Linked DNA regions of Pungitius pungitius: region 1 is linked to region 2. Evidence: chromatin contacts called from public Hi-C data. All regions are on one chromosome and are shown on one strand. Each heading gives the region's core, a stretch centred on a gene start, on an enhancer-like site or on the middle of the called end of the contact. The rest is flanking DNA. Distances are from core to core; before and after follow the strand shown. Region 1 holds the start of lpcat1 (lysophosphatidylcholine acyltransferase 1). Region 2 holds the start of e2f3 (E2F transcription factor 3).

Region 1 (4,875 bases), core at 813-3,312, 150 kb before region 2:
TGTGCGTCGGAGGGGCCGCTTGTTTGTGTTCTGCAAGACGAATCCGAGACACAAGCAGAGACAGGGCTGAAATGACAAAGGGGCAGTGTGAGGATCGCTTTGAGGTCGTGGAAATTCAGAAGAACTGTGATTTTAAAAATAAAGTGTTTGGTTGAACAAAAAAAGCTTTTTTCCCCTCCCTTTATTTCCCCTATTTAACAGCAATAACACCAAATATATACATTTTCCACAGTGTAGGAACTGATTTGTTGCTTCACAAACCCATCATAAAGTTTGGCAACATTTGAAAATAATTATAAAAGGAGATTTATTAAGTCAAGCTTCCAAACAAACACAAATTAGTTAATTTATTTTTGGATATAGTCACTTATTTTCATTTACTCTTTTAAATCTTACACTGAAAGTCTTTACACAAAAGTCATTCATTATAACCAATACATTTCAATTACGTTATTTAAAATCATTAGGAATATTTTTGGAGGGTAGTTGTGGGATGAATCAATAAACTTTGATTTAGCGTTTTATCACACTTGTATTCTATTTTATGTACGATTCCTTTCCATCGCTCCTCCACTTGAGGGCGCTAAAGTGTTTGCTGCATGGATATAGGATCCATACCACCATGTTATACACTTTGTCTAACCACTGTAAGTTGTCCACATCCTACAGATCAGTACTTTGGTTGTTTGTGTCAAAGATCCGTCTGTAATCCGACCGGGTTGACACGGCCATGAGGTCCCGCCAGAAACCGTGGAGGCAATGTGGCTGAAAGAAAACCTGACGCACACAAACAGGGCTGACAGGTCGTAACATGCACAGTGTGCAGACGTGCACGGCTGACCCGGGGGGGGGGTTAGAGGTTGTTTCGCCACAAACACTGAGGCTTGAACGCGGTCGTTCTAAAGGGCAATGTCCTCTGACGAGAAACGACACACACAAAAAAAAACGTTCTCGCCTGCTCTTACGATCACACAGCAATCAGGAACATTCCTTGCCAAAATGTGTTAGACATACAAGGCATTTGACATGGAGGTTGGTGCACACCATCGAACAGCAAGACAAGGGACAACAGGACGAATAACGTGTTATTTACAATTCAATTTACAATGACGTGTCATGAAATACGTGGTCATGCAGCAGGAACAGTGAAATGCTTTAATGAAGTGCGTCTGCAGAGATGAACACGTGGGTCTTTGGTGAAAAAGCAGTTTGCCCCACAGCGTGATGTGATTTGAGTAACAATTAAGTCAGTTTGACTCGGGCGATTGATGTTATCTAAAAATAAAAGTCCCCGAGAAGAAAATGATGGGTGGATCAAAAGCAGGAGGAAACTCAACTTCAAATGCAGAATGAATCTCACTGAAGGCAAATCATCCCGAACATCTCAAAGACACATCTCACAGAGCCTTCTTATCCTCATGTTATTCTTTTATCCGGGTTTGTCACTTAGATGTGTGCCCAGAATATTTCAAGTCCACCCTCCTCTAAAAAATGTTCACCTTGTTACAAAAGGAGGAGCTTATTTGTTCACCCAGCTGGTACAAATTCCGCACATAATAAGTAACATGACCCCAGTGCCATGGATTTCCTTTAAATGGTTTACTGTTCTGAGTTTGGCGCCTTCACTGCATAACTTTTTGTTTGTTTATAGTTGTAACTTTAATGAGTTTAATGGCTGACATGTTTGTATGAATGTCTTAGATAAGGCCTTTGCTTTCATTGGGGAACTTTATTTGACACGGATGATCGTGGGTACGTTACGTGCCTTTAGGTTTTCAGATTTTGTCCCCGCTTTCAAAATAAAAGCATGAACAAGATGTTGCCTCCCGGATACATTGAGTTGAATGCATGTTTCCGGATTAATTTTGTCTTTTAAATTGAACCCCACCGTAGTAAACATTTAAAAAATACTTTTTAAATGAGTGGAAATTTCCAGGCCGAAATATTAATACGTAACCCCGCTACAAGGACTTTATTTTGAATCCCGTAACGGGAAGTGACGTCGTTTGGTGACGCCAGCTTGATCGTCGCCCCCCCCCTCCCCCTCCCGGCTCCTCTGGTGGGAGGAGGACAGACTCCAAACAGAAGAAGTGACTCTCTTACGTCGAGGAGCGACGAGCGCAACCAGCCCAACATTCACAACCTGACTTTTATTTTGATATTTACAACAACAAAAAAACAAAGACTATAAACTATGAAGTCATCAAACAGTCGCCCCCCCAGAGCGGCTACAAACCCTTTCGTGCACGAGCTGAAACTCACCATACCACAGACAATAAAGGTAAGGCAATTAAGATCGCGAGCGATTAATTGATGAGGCCCCGATGATTTGCTCTTCATCGCGAGCTGCCGCAAAGGGCCTTGATTATTTTTTATATCTGCCAAACTCGCGCCCTAATTAAATTTAAAGCGATAACCTGTGTCGGACACAGTGTCGGCTCGTTGTTTCCTGTTCGGAGAGTCAGTGGACACTGTGGGGACGCAACGTGTGACATGTGTCCATTTTCGAAATAAAAGAACATGAAGTTCTTTAAAGTCCGGTCAACAGCGCGGGAATCTGAACCGTTTGGGGACATTTGGGGCAGCTGTGCAACACGCGCCTTAATCCCTTTATTTAAGTTGCAAAACACAATGGGAACTGTTAAAAACCATCCATCCTTTAGCATTTCATGGCTCGCTGTAATGAGTGCCCATCGGGATAAACCTTTAATATTCTCACATATGGGCTGCTGAAAACCACCAAGTGACTTAATGGTAAATCTTCTACAATCTCTCACTTTAAATCTTCTTATCAGAAGGAAACTAATAGGATTGTAGCCCCCCGAGCGGGGCCTGCAGTATCATCAGAGATTAGAGAGTAACACTTGTGCACTTGTGTCCTGTCGTGTGAAGGAAACGAGCGGTTAACGCTTGCACACTTCTGGTCATCCATTGAGCAACTTGCGCGCTTCATCTTCTCCATTTATCGGAGACGCGGCCCACGTGACCCCCCCCCCCCCCCCGGCCGGCGGATGAATCTTCATCGATCACATTTGCATCAAACATTTGCATCGGATCATAGGCATTTACATTTTTTTTTTTTACATAATTGCACCACTCAACCGTCAAGGCGGTTTAAAAAGTCAACAGCACTCTACTTTCTCCCTTTGGGGGGGGGGGGGGGTACTGATACTTAAATACAGTTGAGCACATTTAAAGAAGAGCATACACCTTGTGAGAGAGAGAGAGAGACTCTGCTGCTTTGATATGGACCGACAGCTGCGGCCGCAAACCCCCCCCAAATCAATCCTGGGGATGGATTGATTGTCACTGCGAGGAGGGGGGGGGGGCTTCTCATCAATCAACCAATGGATCAATTGGTTCTCGGGCTTGGGCGGTGGCAGCTGACTGCTAATGCCGTCCACCGGGCCGACTCAACCCGGCTCGTTTCATCTCGTTTCCTGCAGCCTCCCTGATAATTTCTTTCATTCGGGGGGTTACAGATGAGATTAATTAAAGTATTTCCAGGCGATCCTTCCCCCTAAATCCCGCCCTCGAAGGTATACTGGCCAATCCCCTTGTGGCATTGGAGCTAAGGGTCTGACAGCTAGACTCTTAACAGTGAGTAGACGTTCCTGCTGAACCGGTACTATTGTTCTTCATGTCCTAATCCTGTCTGTATCGTTTTTTAACCGGTTCTCTCTGCACTTTCGCACATATTGTTGACCCGTATGCCGTTTCTTTCTGGAACGGCGTTGAGTTGCTCCATCAATGCGATCATCTCTAGTCTGTGTGGCCTCCACGGGCTGCATAAAGCAGCAGCAGCAGCGGGGGGGCGAGGCTTAGCGAACGGCTACCTTGCCCTCTCGGCTTTCTGCTCGAGAGAAACGCCCTGAAACGGGTTCCACCGAAAATCAAGCAGCCACGGTGTGCGTCTCTGAAGTTGTTTGCAGTCAGACAAAAGGAGGAAGTGCACACCCACGAGGTCGCTGTGTTTCCCTATAGCTCCGGGGCTCAGTAGATGCCTGCGTCCATTCAGCGCAGAGATCACAAAGCACCAGACTTTACGTGCGCGCCGGCGGTTCCCAGCAATACCCCCCCACCTCCCACCACCCCCTCCCACACACACGTACGCACACACACACACACACACACGTGTTGCTCTTTACTGGTGGTGCATGTATTTGCACTCGATTGTCAACAGTAGTGAGTCTGTGCCGGAGCAGTGATTGCAAACTGGAACACACGTGTGTCCACACACTTATTTGTGTGATCGCGACCCCCCCCCCCCCCCCCCCCCCCATCATTTGTCAACAAACCCAAGCTATGACCGAACAGAGGAGGAATGACTTCCTGCGTGGACGCCCCCTGGGCTGCAGGAGGTCTGGATTCCAGCATGACGCGTGTGCAGGTCTGTCACATCGACGCAGCGTGTGCCGCTTGATGCATAAAGCACCCCCCCCCCCACCCCCCCCTGTCCCGACCCCCCGCCCCCCCCCCCCACCTTCCTGCTGGAACTTTTGTTTTTCTAACTTCCAGCAAAACATGATCAGCTGCCATGCGGACCAACTAGGTCAGCAAGTGAGACAGACAGATGGTAGCGATCCTTTCCGCTGAGTCACACATCCCACACACACACGCACACACACGCACACACACAGCTGTCAACACAATGACCCTGTGACATCCAATGGAGGCACGCATTCTCCAGTCCTAGCAAACATCTCCAGTAGTTCTACATACGTGGAAGATCTGCGTGGTGTCAGTGGTTTGAACAGATTTCTGAGGGATAAGCTTCAAGCGGACATCTTTCTTCTTAATGAAGGAAAGGTTTGACCAGAAGAGTCTACGTGGAAGCCATCTGCACATCAGCAGCATGACAGACGGCAGGTTGAG
Region 2 (4,603 bases), core at 1,636-4,135:
AGCACAAATGACAGATCAAAGAAAGGATATCTCCGAGTGTTCTGCCTGCTGCACAGCTGGTGGACTTGCTTCGTGCAGCTCTGGATCAACTCGTCCAGCCTCCTCTCCTCCTCGACGAGGGCCTTCAGCTCCTCATCCATGCGGACGTTCGGGTCGCCCCCTCTGTGCACGCACACACACACGCGCACACACACACACACACTGGATTCAAGCCTCTACAGACACCAGTGAAGACATGACACCTTGATAGTCATGAGACCAACTGGACAGAGAATAACATTCGGTCTATAAAACGTAGCATAGTCCAGTCTTCAAAGAGTTATAATAACGTATAGGGTGACATGAGCTCACTGAGTGCTGTACAGCAGCTCTCCACAAACCGCACTTACAGCCACTCGATGAAGTTCTTGGACTTCTTCTTGATGAGGTGGATCCCTTCCAGGACGTTGGTGACGTCGTAGACGCGCCTCTTGGAGGCGTTGAGCTGCTGGGCGGCGAGGTTCAGGTCCAGCACCCCGTCGGCGGAGCGGCTCAGCATCTCCGCGAACCTCTGCGTCAGGAAACCCAGCGAGGTGTCACAGCGCGACCTCTCGAACAGGGACTTGCGCGCTACGGGATTGGGGGTGGAGGCTGAAATATAAAAACGGGGGAGGGGTTTAATCAAATTTGTGGAAATTCTTCGGTTCTTTTTGTGTCTGCCCGAGAAACAACAAATCATGCCACATATTTATACTTGCTCATATGTACTTTTGGATGTTCCTTGTTTTTGTCTCTTTGTCGTTTGTGTATTGTGGAAAAAACAATAAAAAGATTCAACAAAAAACAAAAAATAGATTCCGTATTGATTCATTTATCTTCTAAGATACACTGCAGTGGGCTCATTGTCACGATGCTTCCTCTGACATGTTCCATTCTTCTGTTGCAAGTGAAACAACAACTCGGCTAGACTCTGATTTCAAAGCCGTACAACATGAGGGACTCGTTGGTCTTCATAAAAACTCTAAACGTACTCCTTTAACTGGGTCCTGTGACACTACGGAGCGGGTTCTACGTAGAGCCCGTGTTTGGTGAAAGCGGGTGGACAGACTAAGTGTGAGAAACATCATTTATGGACTTAACAGACGGAACTAAACACTGTAGGGGGCCTTACCCGCTGCTGCTGTGTGGGATAGAGAGGCCATCTCCTTTTTGGGGGTCCAGCCACCATCCTGGAGGTCCTGGGGGGCACCGGCTTCCAGCTCCAGCCTTCTTTCTGCCTGAGTAAAAGATAATGTGCAATGCGTTAAGTTAGAATAAACGTTTGATTGAGAACCATCTCATCAAGTGGGTCACAAGGCAGCCATTTTGGGCTTATAATACGTTATAAACTAGTTATGAATCCACTGTGCTCACTTGTGACTTGACCTGTGTGGAACTAGAATAAACGAATAGGCCAATGCATCACACGACCTGCTCATCTGGTCGTGTGGAGGTGGTTGATTTCCTCGTTGAACAGGACTGTCACTAGCCCCGGGGGGGGGGTTGGGGGACACTGGCTAGCTTCCCTCAGCAGTGCGTTTAGCTCGTTGAAACAACATCTCCCCATCCCCCCCCTCCCACGCTCACCCACGGCCTACCAGTAACGCGAGTTGACTTCCAGCTCTAGCGGACACGGGGGGACGTCTCACAGTTCGCCTCCTTACCAACGTATGCCCGCGGAAACTCGGTCGTCGTGGAGGGCTGTCGGCGTGCGCGGCCCTCGAAGACCAAAGTGTGCAAAAAAGTAGGCTCCGACAAGCCGCGGTGTGATGCCTCAGCCCCACGGTAAAGCGTGTGTAAAGTTACCGGAAATACATTCACACGGCCAAGGCGTCACGGAGTAACCTTCAAAATAAAAGTACGAAACTAACAGTATATTTACCAGTATTCATACTACCTTAAGATGGGGAACTAAGGCAGGACATATGTGTAGTAAGAAACGCAAAGACATCGGCATGTACACATATATATATTTTATATATGCAACATTACTACAGGCGTTCTCTGAAAAACATGAGGAACGTTAGCTTTAATTTAAAAGAGTACTAAAGTTGTCGTCATTAATATTTCTGCTACCCTTCCATGAGGCGTTGATGTCACCTGTAAGTTGATATGTTCTTTGCGCATGCTTCTGAAGCAGTCAAGCCGTTTTCCCTCCCTATTTTACGTGATTTTTTATAATTTATTCCGAAGAAAGCCGAGCACTTCCGTTAACGACGACACTTATTTTCGTGTACTTGACTAAGTAAAGTTGGATTTCGAGTTGCAAACGGTGCTAATGTAACTAGCACATAACATACACTGTACTTTTGTAATCCGGTTGTTAACATGACCAACAACACAGGCAGCTAGTTTGTACCCAAGATATAACATTAGAAAAAATAAACCTTTGAAAAAATAAAAGCTTGGAAAGGTTACACAATACAAATGTCATGTATAGCTACTGCTAACACCTTTAAACGTTACCTTCCATTAAAACCCAGATTGAAAATGGGTGTGGTGTATATAAGTCAATGGCAGCGTCAACCGGCTAACGTTAACATTGACAACACGATGTGTCAAATCGATTTTACTCAAGAGAGCAACTAGCATGTTAGCATAGCATTAGGTTCCCGTTTTCTCCGATCGTCCCGGCTCTAAAGAACATTCAGATAATCCGAATTTACAGCCCCGGTACCTAAGCTGGTCCCTTCGGTGATGGCGGGATGCGGCGTACTGGGTGCCGTCGGCCGGCCGGTGGAACCGGGGCGTCACTCCGGCGGTGCTGCCGAGGCAGAGCGACGTTACGTTGGAGGTTTTCCCGGAGCGACGCCGAAAAACACGGACTCGCATTTTGTCCCGCTTCGGCTGCTTCCACCTTACTTATCCTATAAATGTATATTTATATATAGCCCCACTGACTAATAAATACTAACGAATTGATAGATTAGTCAATCTGAAACGCAAAATCAGCTCGAAAATATCGTTCGCGCAAAAGCGTGACTCCCCGCGGTCGTTTCAAACGACATTTGCATGTCAATTGCTATTGGCTGAGCGCCTGCTTACGCAGTGACGTGTCCGGCTGACGCAGAGATAACCAACCAATGACTACGAGGCTCGGCAACAAAGTGGCTGTCAATTCAGTCATTCTGACTTTATGATTAAAATTTCGATTTGCATTTAATTAAGTTGTCTTGAAATGAAAGCGAAGAACATTAAAAATGTTTCCACACAAATTTCAAGTTGCTTAAACATATCTTGGGGAGCACAAGTAACAAAAACAGGGTTATTTGGTTTGTGATTATTGGTTATAACAACTATAACTAAACATCAATTGGAGATATTGTGTACTTCACTGGACACTACCATTCAGCGAAATGCAATGGTGTACAGGTTTTATACAGATTCCCCTCAAAAAACTAATTAACTAACTAAGTATCACTTTCCAAATGTCTTAATTTTTAAAATAAAAATACTGTTCTTAACTATTTTATGATCAATGAGATTGCTTCAGGTAGGACATCTGAACGTTTAGAACAAATCCGGTTTTAAAATAATAATTCTGAAAGTTATTTTGATATTTAATACAAAAAAAGGAAATTCATGCAGTTAAATGACATTGGTCACTTAACTGCATTGAGGTCATCTCCACTGGAGTTGAGCATCCAGCATACTGACTGACGATGTTTACATGTCACTAGCTTTCCAGACAAACAGGACCACGAAGGTATGGTTCCACTCTCAAACAAAGGAACATATTCAGCGAGTATAAACAAACATTTTCAGTCATCAAACTTGATCTTCTTCCCCTGGAAGGCCAGGATTTGTCCTTGCTGCTCCTTTCTTTTCTTACTAGCCTCCCAGGATGGATGCAGTGCCTGCTGTGGTTCCTGATGGGTGAAGACACCTCCACCTCTACCTCCACCCCTGCCTCTCCCCCTTCCTCTACCGACAGAGGGAAAGGACTCAGAGGAGGGCTTGCTGTACTTGGACCCTGGATTTCGTTCTGCCTCGTTCTCCTGCTTTTGGAACTTTGGGTGTTTATTGAAATCCCCGCCGAGACCAGCGTGGCCGCTGAATCGATCGGCGCCCCTTCCTCGGCCCCTGCCAAGCTTGGAAGAAGAGAGCGAGGAACAAAAGACGGACTGAAGAGCGGGCGCTTTAGACTTCAGCCTGGTCTCAAGTTCATCCAGTTCGCTCTGGACTTGGTCTGGTGGGTTCCCTTCACAACTCCTATTGGCCTCGTCCCCCGCTACACTTTTCTGCTTCTTCTTCTTCTTCTTCTTGAATTTGCTCACTTTTCCAACAAAGAAGCCGTTGTCGTCGTCGTTGTCGCTCTCCTCGGACTGGGACGACTGCTTGTTGAAGCGTTCCTCTGTGCTGTCGTCGAAGTATTCTTTCTCTTCATCATCATCTGACGCCTCCAGATCACTCTCTCCCCCTTCCTCCTTTTTCGGAAGCAATTTGGGTGTAGGCTTCAGCTCGGGTTTCTTTTCTGCATGATTAGATTGAGGTTTATTCCTCACAATGTCCTTTACTTCACTACTTTTTATTGAAGCCAATTGTACATTTTTAGTTTTTGGTGTTTTTTTCCTTAGATCAACTG

Evidence for each region. A called contact is a pair of places that touch in the nucleus more often than the background predicts.
Region 1: a contact with region 2 is called in a Hi-C map of muscle, with 6 times the contacts expected there. The contact joins the promoter of lpcat1 here to the promoter of e2f3 in region 2. A contact is called at or near these places in 2 of 2 Hi-C or Micro-C datasets (both in muscle).

What each region holds. Positions count from the first base shown.
Region 1 is chr17:16,536,632-16,541,506 of fPunPun2.1, reverse strand. lpcat1 (lysophosphatidylcholine acyltransferase 1) reads left to right here and starts at 2,062. Exons shown (of 14, transcript XM_037473786.2): 1 at 2,062-2,281. The coding sequence starts at 2,195.
Region 2 is chr17:16,384,712-16,389,314 of fPunPun2.1, reverse strand. It overlaps e2f3 (E2F transcription factor 3), which reads right to left and starts at 2,885. Exons shown (of 7, transcript XM_037473850.2): 1 at 2,685-2,885; 2 at 1,151-1,256; 3 at 390-630; 4 at 31-162. The coding sequence starts at 1,181. srfbp1 (serum response factor binding protein 1) reads right to left here. Exons shown (of 3, transcript XM_037473773.2): 3 at 3,227-4,603. The coding sequence ends at 3,780.